Regions from separate parts of the Rattus norvegicus genome. Here region 2 is linked to region 1. A link is a contact called in public Hi-C data. All regions are on one chromosome and are shown on one strand. The core of a region is the stretch at or near the end of the contact, and the rest is flanking DNA. Distances in the headings are between cores, read along the strand shown.

Region 1 (3,349 bases), core at 419-2,918:
ACCAAAGCTCTGTTAAGGGACCCAGTAACTCTTCCCAGAACTCTGGTCATGCTGTACATTAGACTCTAGATCTTCCTGAAACAGAGTCCCAGGCAAGGCAACAATATGTTGCTGTCTCTAAGGACTGTGCCCTTGGCAATCCTGTACCACAAAGAGTTACTATGTTTATAGGCTGCTAATAAGACACAAAACCTAATCTGATCCTGTGGGAACAATGTTCAAGATTCTCTCAAGGGATTAAGTAAATGTATTCTATTTTTGTATGCCCCAAATTGTGGCAATCCTCAAAACTGAATAAAGCATGAACTGGGTGTCAGAAATCCCAGCACTCAGGATGCTGTGGCAGGATTTGTAGTTTGAACCCTTCCAGGGCTATGTAACCAGAGCCTGCCACAAAACCAAACAAACAAATACAAAACAAGCATAAGGACCAAAACCCAGACATGTAAGAATGGACGATGAGCATCTGCCCAGAAAAAGGATGCTGGCACACAATAATCAGAACGAGCAGTGCTGCAGGGACCAAGACCAAGAGAGCTGTCTTTGTGGAACACACGTGGCTCCTTCACATTACCACGAGAAACCAAGAAGTTCCAGTGAAATCAATTTAAGTATCTGAAAGAGATTAAACCACTTTACATTTATTTCTTCCCCTGCATGTGTGCAAGCACATGTGGAAGTCAGAGAAGTACTTCCAAGAGCTGTTTTACACCTTGTGGGTCTAAGGAATCCGAACCAGACCAGGCTTGTTGGCAAAGGTCTTTACCAACTAAACCATCTTGCCAGTTCAATCTTCTACATCTTCTTTGGACAGGTTGGGTCTCACTATGTGGCCCTGGGTCTCCTGAAAATTGTTATATAGACCACACTGATTTTGCCTCTGACTAGTACTGGGATTACAGGCATGCGTCACCAAGCTTGTCATAAAACTGTTTTGCTCTCTTAGATGAAGTGTATTAGTGTATTTCTTTTTGCTACTACAGTCTGACATTATAACCCCAACTGTTACACTAATACATTAGTCAGAGCTAGGTCCTTTACAGAATATGTGATTTCACTGTCCTCTTCCAAGAAGAGAAACTGAGTCATAAAATGTCAACCTGCTTCCCCAAGCACACACTCAGTTTGAACTGAAGACCTGTTAAACCCAGGTTGCCTTCCTCCTATGCACTTCTTCAAGCCATGGTTGCGTCTCAGCCCACCCACGCCTGCTGTTGTTCTTCCAACCTCAAATCAGGTCGTGAACGATAAGCGTATATTATCTTTTAAAGTCAACAGAGGAATTTCATTTTCCCACCCCCACACCCCCACCCCCAAGAAAGAGAAAGGTTAGAAAGCAACGAAATGCAGGAGGGATGCAGGAGGGTAGAGTAGGTAAGAGGTGGCTTCGGAAAGGACTCACCTTGGAGCTGAGATCCTCTCTCCGGTTTCCTGCTTTACTTCTGCGTAATTTGATGGATGGAGACCGCAGCAAGTTCTTGATGCGGCTTGTAATGGTTGATCCTTCTCCAGCCATCATAACGAGGAACCCCTAAGGACAGTCCCTGGCCTGGCCTTAGGACTTGTCTCAACAGCGGTACTGCCTTCTCGCTCAACACGGCCTTCGGATAGTCACTTATACTGGCTTGAGATGGCAGAAGCAACCTTATCATCACAGTAGGTGTCTTCTGCTTGTCACCAACTCTTACTCTGGGCATTGCCCTGTGGTTTCCCACTCCCCATCCCCACACTATCTTGCTAGATTTTTTTACAGGGTGAGTACGACCCCTGGAGTGAAAAAATGTCAGGCCCACGCCAGCCAGAGGCGTTTAACTGAAGAACGGGATGGGCTAGTGACCAGTCTGGCGCTGGTTACAGCCCAAGTGTTCCCATGGTAACTGCGGTGTCCAAGGGAGGAGGCCTCCGAAGCCACCGGGCAAGGGGCCGAAGCACCGCGGTGGCCGCCGGGCTCGCGCTGGCCCGATCCAATGCGAGAGCCTCCCTCCCACACCCCAGTCTTGGGAGCTCGTTCTCAGCCCACCCACCCCACAGTCCACCGCCCACTCCAGAAACCCCTACAACTCGTCAGCGCCCCCGTTCGCTCGGGGCCCAGCTCACAGAGCCCTCGGGCATCGCGATCGACCGTTTCAGCTCCGCCGCGGCAGCCGCAGCAGTAGCTATGGTGGCACCAGGGGCTCAAAACGCGAACTAGGGCCTGGGCCGGGCTGTGCGCTGGGAGGGCGGGGCCTAGTGAAGGGGGTGCGGTCTGTGGCAGATCGGTTCCCGATTGGGCGGCTGGTGCCTAAAGGGGCGGAACCAAGGAATGAACCGTGAACGCAGAGGTCTCCGGATTCTGCACAGTATAATTGTGGGTACAGCTCTTAAAGGAAGGTCAAACGTAACATTGCTTTAGAATTGAGAGAACCCGGCCTTTTACGGTATTATCAGGCAAGGTCCTCTAGAGAACTTTGATAACCACGCCCCCAGACCTAAGGTTGATATTTGGTAGGCCTAAGAGATTACGGCTGAAATTTAATTCCCAACTCATAAAAAAAGGTTTGGGATGCTGCCAAAAGAACTCCTTTCCACTCCAAGTGCTGGGGTTTAACGCGGTTGGAATAGTTTCTGATTACAGCCAGCCTAACACAATGACTCACGCGTAATAACTCAATTCACACACTTTTGAACTTAATTTAAGTTAATGGTGAAAGATTCAAGCCTCCAAATAGAGCCTTAGGTGGGTTGTGAACAGAGAAAACAATTGAGTGCACCTATGATATAATCCATCATTTCCTTAGCCGTCAACGTCCTTATAGCACTTTATTAACAGCGTTAACACTATTTTGCTACTCCAGATCTTTTCTGTCTTTTCAAAAATTGCAAACACCCCTAGGGCTGAAACCGATATCAAAGCTTGTTGCTATCAGGTTTTTTGTTTGTTTTTGTTTTGCTTTTTCTTCTAGTTCATGGAGACAGGGGAAATAACACACACTCATGCTTCATAGATATGTAAGTTGGCTAGAATTTTTCATTTAATTACTACTTCAAGAAATTACCTTGGGGTTTGGGGAGCGCTGGACAGATGGATTGGTGATCAAGAGTGCTGGTTTCTTTTGCAGAAGACTCAGATTTAATTACCATCACCCTCTTGGCATATCACAACAGTTCCCAGGGATTTGTCTCCCTCTTTTGGCCTACCTCAAAAGCACCTAGCAAAACACCCATACACATATAATTTCTTTTAAAAACAAAACAAAACAAAACAAAACATGTTGACAGGGGAATCAGGGTTGTTAACATCTGGCACCTGGAGGCCTAAAGCCTTTGCCCTTTCAGCCACACATTATAGATTTTAGGAAACTAAAATGGG
Region 2 (3,349 bases), core at 342-2,841, 170 kb before region 1:
TGTCATAAGTCAAGATAAACTTACAGAAGCTCGTTGCTTGTTGCTGAAATGTCATTAGTCTATGTTTATTAGATAATGTTTGAATTAACACCACCCAGTCTTGATTTTCGTAGCTTTATTAGTCTTGAAACTAGGCAATATAAGAGTTTCATGTTTGTTATATTTTACATGGTTTGATTTATGTTGGGACCTTCACATCCACCATCTAAAATTTAGAATCATTTTGTTAATTTTGACTAAAATAAAAACCTGCTGAAGATTGCATTGAATGAATTGGGGGACGTTTTGTATCTTACTGTTGAGTCTTCTGGTCCATGAATATGGTATGGGCAGTATATTTAGGCCTCCATTTCTCTTAGAAATATATTTTGATTCTCAGCATATAGATCTGGTACATTCGATTTAGATTTAGCTCTAAACATTTCTTAGTTTTGGTGCTATTCCAAGGCATGCAGATTTCTTCTTGAATGTCCAATTGTTGTTTCTAGCATGGTTCTAGCTTGTTCTTGAAGCCAGAAACCTCACTAATAAATTGACCTCCTAGAGACAGCAGCTTTCTGTCTGGATATACATGGCTTATTCATTTGCCTACTGAAGGCCATCTTGATTGTTTCCAAGTTCTAGTGATGAACAAAGCTGTCATAAACACCCTTTCACTGCATTGGCAACATCTGAGCGATCTTTAAAAAGCAATTTTACAACTACTTGCTGAATCAGCTCTGCATTTCCCCCAAGTTAAAGAAATAATTCATAAATGATCTTTCTTCAGACTTTATGCAGACGAGAATCATCTGCAGGCATTTGTTGAGCTGCATCTTTCAACATTTTATTTGGTAGGTCTGTAGCAAGAACCGAGATCTGTATTTTAACAAGCCTCGGGTTATTCCTTTGCAGCTGGCCTCATTGGCCACACTGAAAATGAGCTAACACTGTTTCTCGCTTAGGATACATAGGTGATTTCTACCAGTGTCTAGGAGAAAGAGGCCTTTACATGATCCAGAATTGAATGGAGGCAGGAGAAATGTCTACGCAAATAGTTGAAGTTCACTTTCTCTTCTTCAAATTTTGCCAATTATATCGGTGAGCCTGAGTATCTTCGACAGTAAACAGGGCACACCTGCCCCAGGAAAGGAACCTGTCTGTCAACTTTCTGAGTTTTCTGTCCCCAGTATCCACGTCCAAAGGCTTGGGATGAGTCGAGTTCCAGGAGGACGGCCTCCGGTGGTTCGTTCTTGCCAGCTCAGACTTGCCCGGAAGCCAACGCCACCTGGACAGAAGGATGTACAGGGGTAGACGAGTCTGTGTCACCCCGCCTGGACTACACCCTCTCCATGCCCAGCCCTCTAGACCGATGCCGTCATCAATAATTCAAGGCACGCCTTTCCATTGGCTAGAACCTCCACCGCTGGCAGACGCCCAATGAGGAAGGACCTGAGATCGCTTCTGAATAATGAGCGCGCTCCCGTGACGCAGCGACTGATGATTGGTCGTTGCGGCAGGGGGCGGGCCCGGGAGCGGGCGGTGGCGAGAGCTTCTCCGGCGCCTAGAGTGAGCGACGCGGTTCTAGGGTTCTGACTGAAGCGCGGTGGCGGCAAGTTGTCGGGCGGCGGCATGTTCAGCTGGATGGGGCGGCAGGCGGGCGGGCGCGAGCGCTCGGGCGGTATGGACGCGGTGCAGACGGTGACGGGAGGCCTGCGCTCACTCTACCAACGCAAGGTGCTGCCGCTGGAAGAGGCGTACCGCTTCCACGAGTTCCACTCGCCAGCGCTGGAGGACGCCGACTTCGAAAACAAGCCCATGATCCTGCTGGTGGGCCAGTACAGCACGGGCAAGACCACTTTCATCAGGTAACCTGCCTTGCCCGCACGCTCCCCCTCCGCTAGGGCACGGCCTGCCCTCAGGCTACACTCCGAGCTTGGTGGCCCGTCGCCTCCCCCGGCCCTAACCGGTTCCCGTTGCGCAAGGCTCCCCTGAGTCCGGCCCCCAGCGCATTGCGAGCCCCTTTCTTGCTGTTGCCAAGGCCTTCCTTGAGCCTGTCACCCTGACCTGGGAGTGCAGGAAAGGGAGAGAGGTCAAGACTCATCATTAGCGCAGCCTGGGACTGAAAGTGATAATGAAGGTATGCGTCTCCTAGGTGGAGAGGTAACCTTCCAGCACAGTGATGATGAATGAATGAGTGAACGAAGGAATGAGTGAACGCCACAGTGGGAGTACTGCCAAGCCCTTAGGTGCCAAGTTCCGCCACAACAGCTGCTACCTTCAGCTTTATTATCTATAGGAAGTTAGCCTACTGTGTAGCTGCCTCACCAGCCTGTGGAATGAAGGGGAGTGTCAAGTTACTGTTTGTTAGTTTCCATTTCTTCACCCTTGACAAACTGAAAATATTTGTCACAGTCGCTCTGTCTCCAGAAGCAATAACCGGCTTGCCCTGCAGTTCCAATCATATAGCTTCCTTTGAAGTAACTCAACGAGAAATAATTTACAATGAAACGGGCTGCTTTTTAAATAAGGCGTCTATTTCCCTATCTTTGGGAAGATTCGTTTTTTGTTTTTTTTGTTTTTGTTTTTGTTTTTTTTTTTTTTTCTGAGTTCAGACCCCTATTGCTCGAAGCGAAGTGACTGAACATTTAAGGTTTGGATCCAGAGTTTTGGAATCAGAACACTCGCCATCATTTGATATTCAACAGGTGTTCAGAAAACTGCATCTGTCTGGGGTACATGCCATTTCGGTTAAATTTGACATCTTTTTTTCCCCTCCTATGAACAAATAGAAAAGTTGTTACTACAAGAAATATGTTAAAGCCAGGTCCTGCGGATACAGTGTGAATGAACTCAACAAAGAAAATACACTGTAGTTTTTGAAATGTGAACAAAGAGAGGGGGGAAACAATGCTGGAATTGTTTCATTTGATGCTGTTTAATGAGCTGAAAACAGTGTTGAATATGCTACCTCAGGAGTGAACCTAGATACATTACAGTAACTGGCTCCTTGAAAGATGGCAAGGGGCTAATTGTGATGATGCTTGCCTGTAATGCCAGGATTGGAGAAGCTGGGGTACCTAAGGCAATCTAGGATAGCCTGGACTAGACAACAGAAGACCCAGTCTTCAAAACAACAGCAGTAAGAACAGCAAAAATCCCTAAGAAACAAAAACAAAGTAAATGCCAAACAGATGGTACACTAAGGTCTTGGCAGTAGGAATTATCAGGAGAGTATTACAAGTGTGAGGAGAGAACTTTTACCCTTAGAGCAATAAGAGTATAACATTGTTAAAATGGATTGGTGGCAGGTTCCACCATTTCCTCCTGTGTGTATCTTTGCCATGGCCCTCACAGTATCTGTGCATGA

The links. Hi-C and Micro-C count contacts between places; a contact is called where the count stands out from the background.
Region 2: a Hi-C map of psoas muscle shows a contact between it and region 1, with 2.3 times the contacts expected there. The contact joins the promoter of Ehd4 here to the promoter of Mapkbp1 in region 1. A contact is called at or near these places in 2 of 12 Hi-C or Micro-C datasets (mammary epithelial cells and psoas muscle).

What each region holds. Positions count from the first base shown.
Region 1 is chr3:127,399,931-127,403,279 of GRCr8, reverse strand. It overlaps Mapkbp1 (mitogen activated protein kinase binding protein 1), which reads right to left and starts at 1,668. Exons shown (of 31, transcript NM_001108589.1): 1 at 1,403-1,668. The coding sequence starts at 1,519.
Region 2 is chr3:127,574,005-127,577,353 of GRCr8, reverse strand. It overlaps Ehd4 (EH-domain containing 4), which reads left to right and starts at 1,591. Exons shown (of 6, transcript NM_139324.2): 1 at 1,591-1,847. The coding sequence starts at 1,612.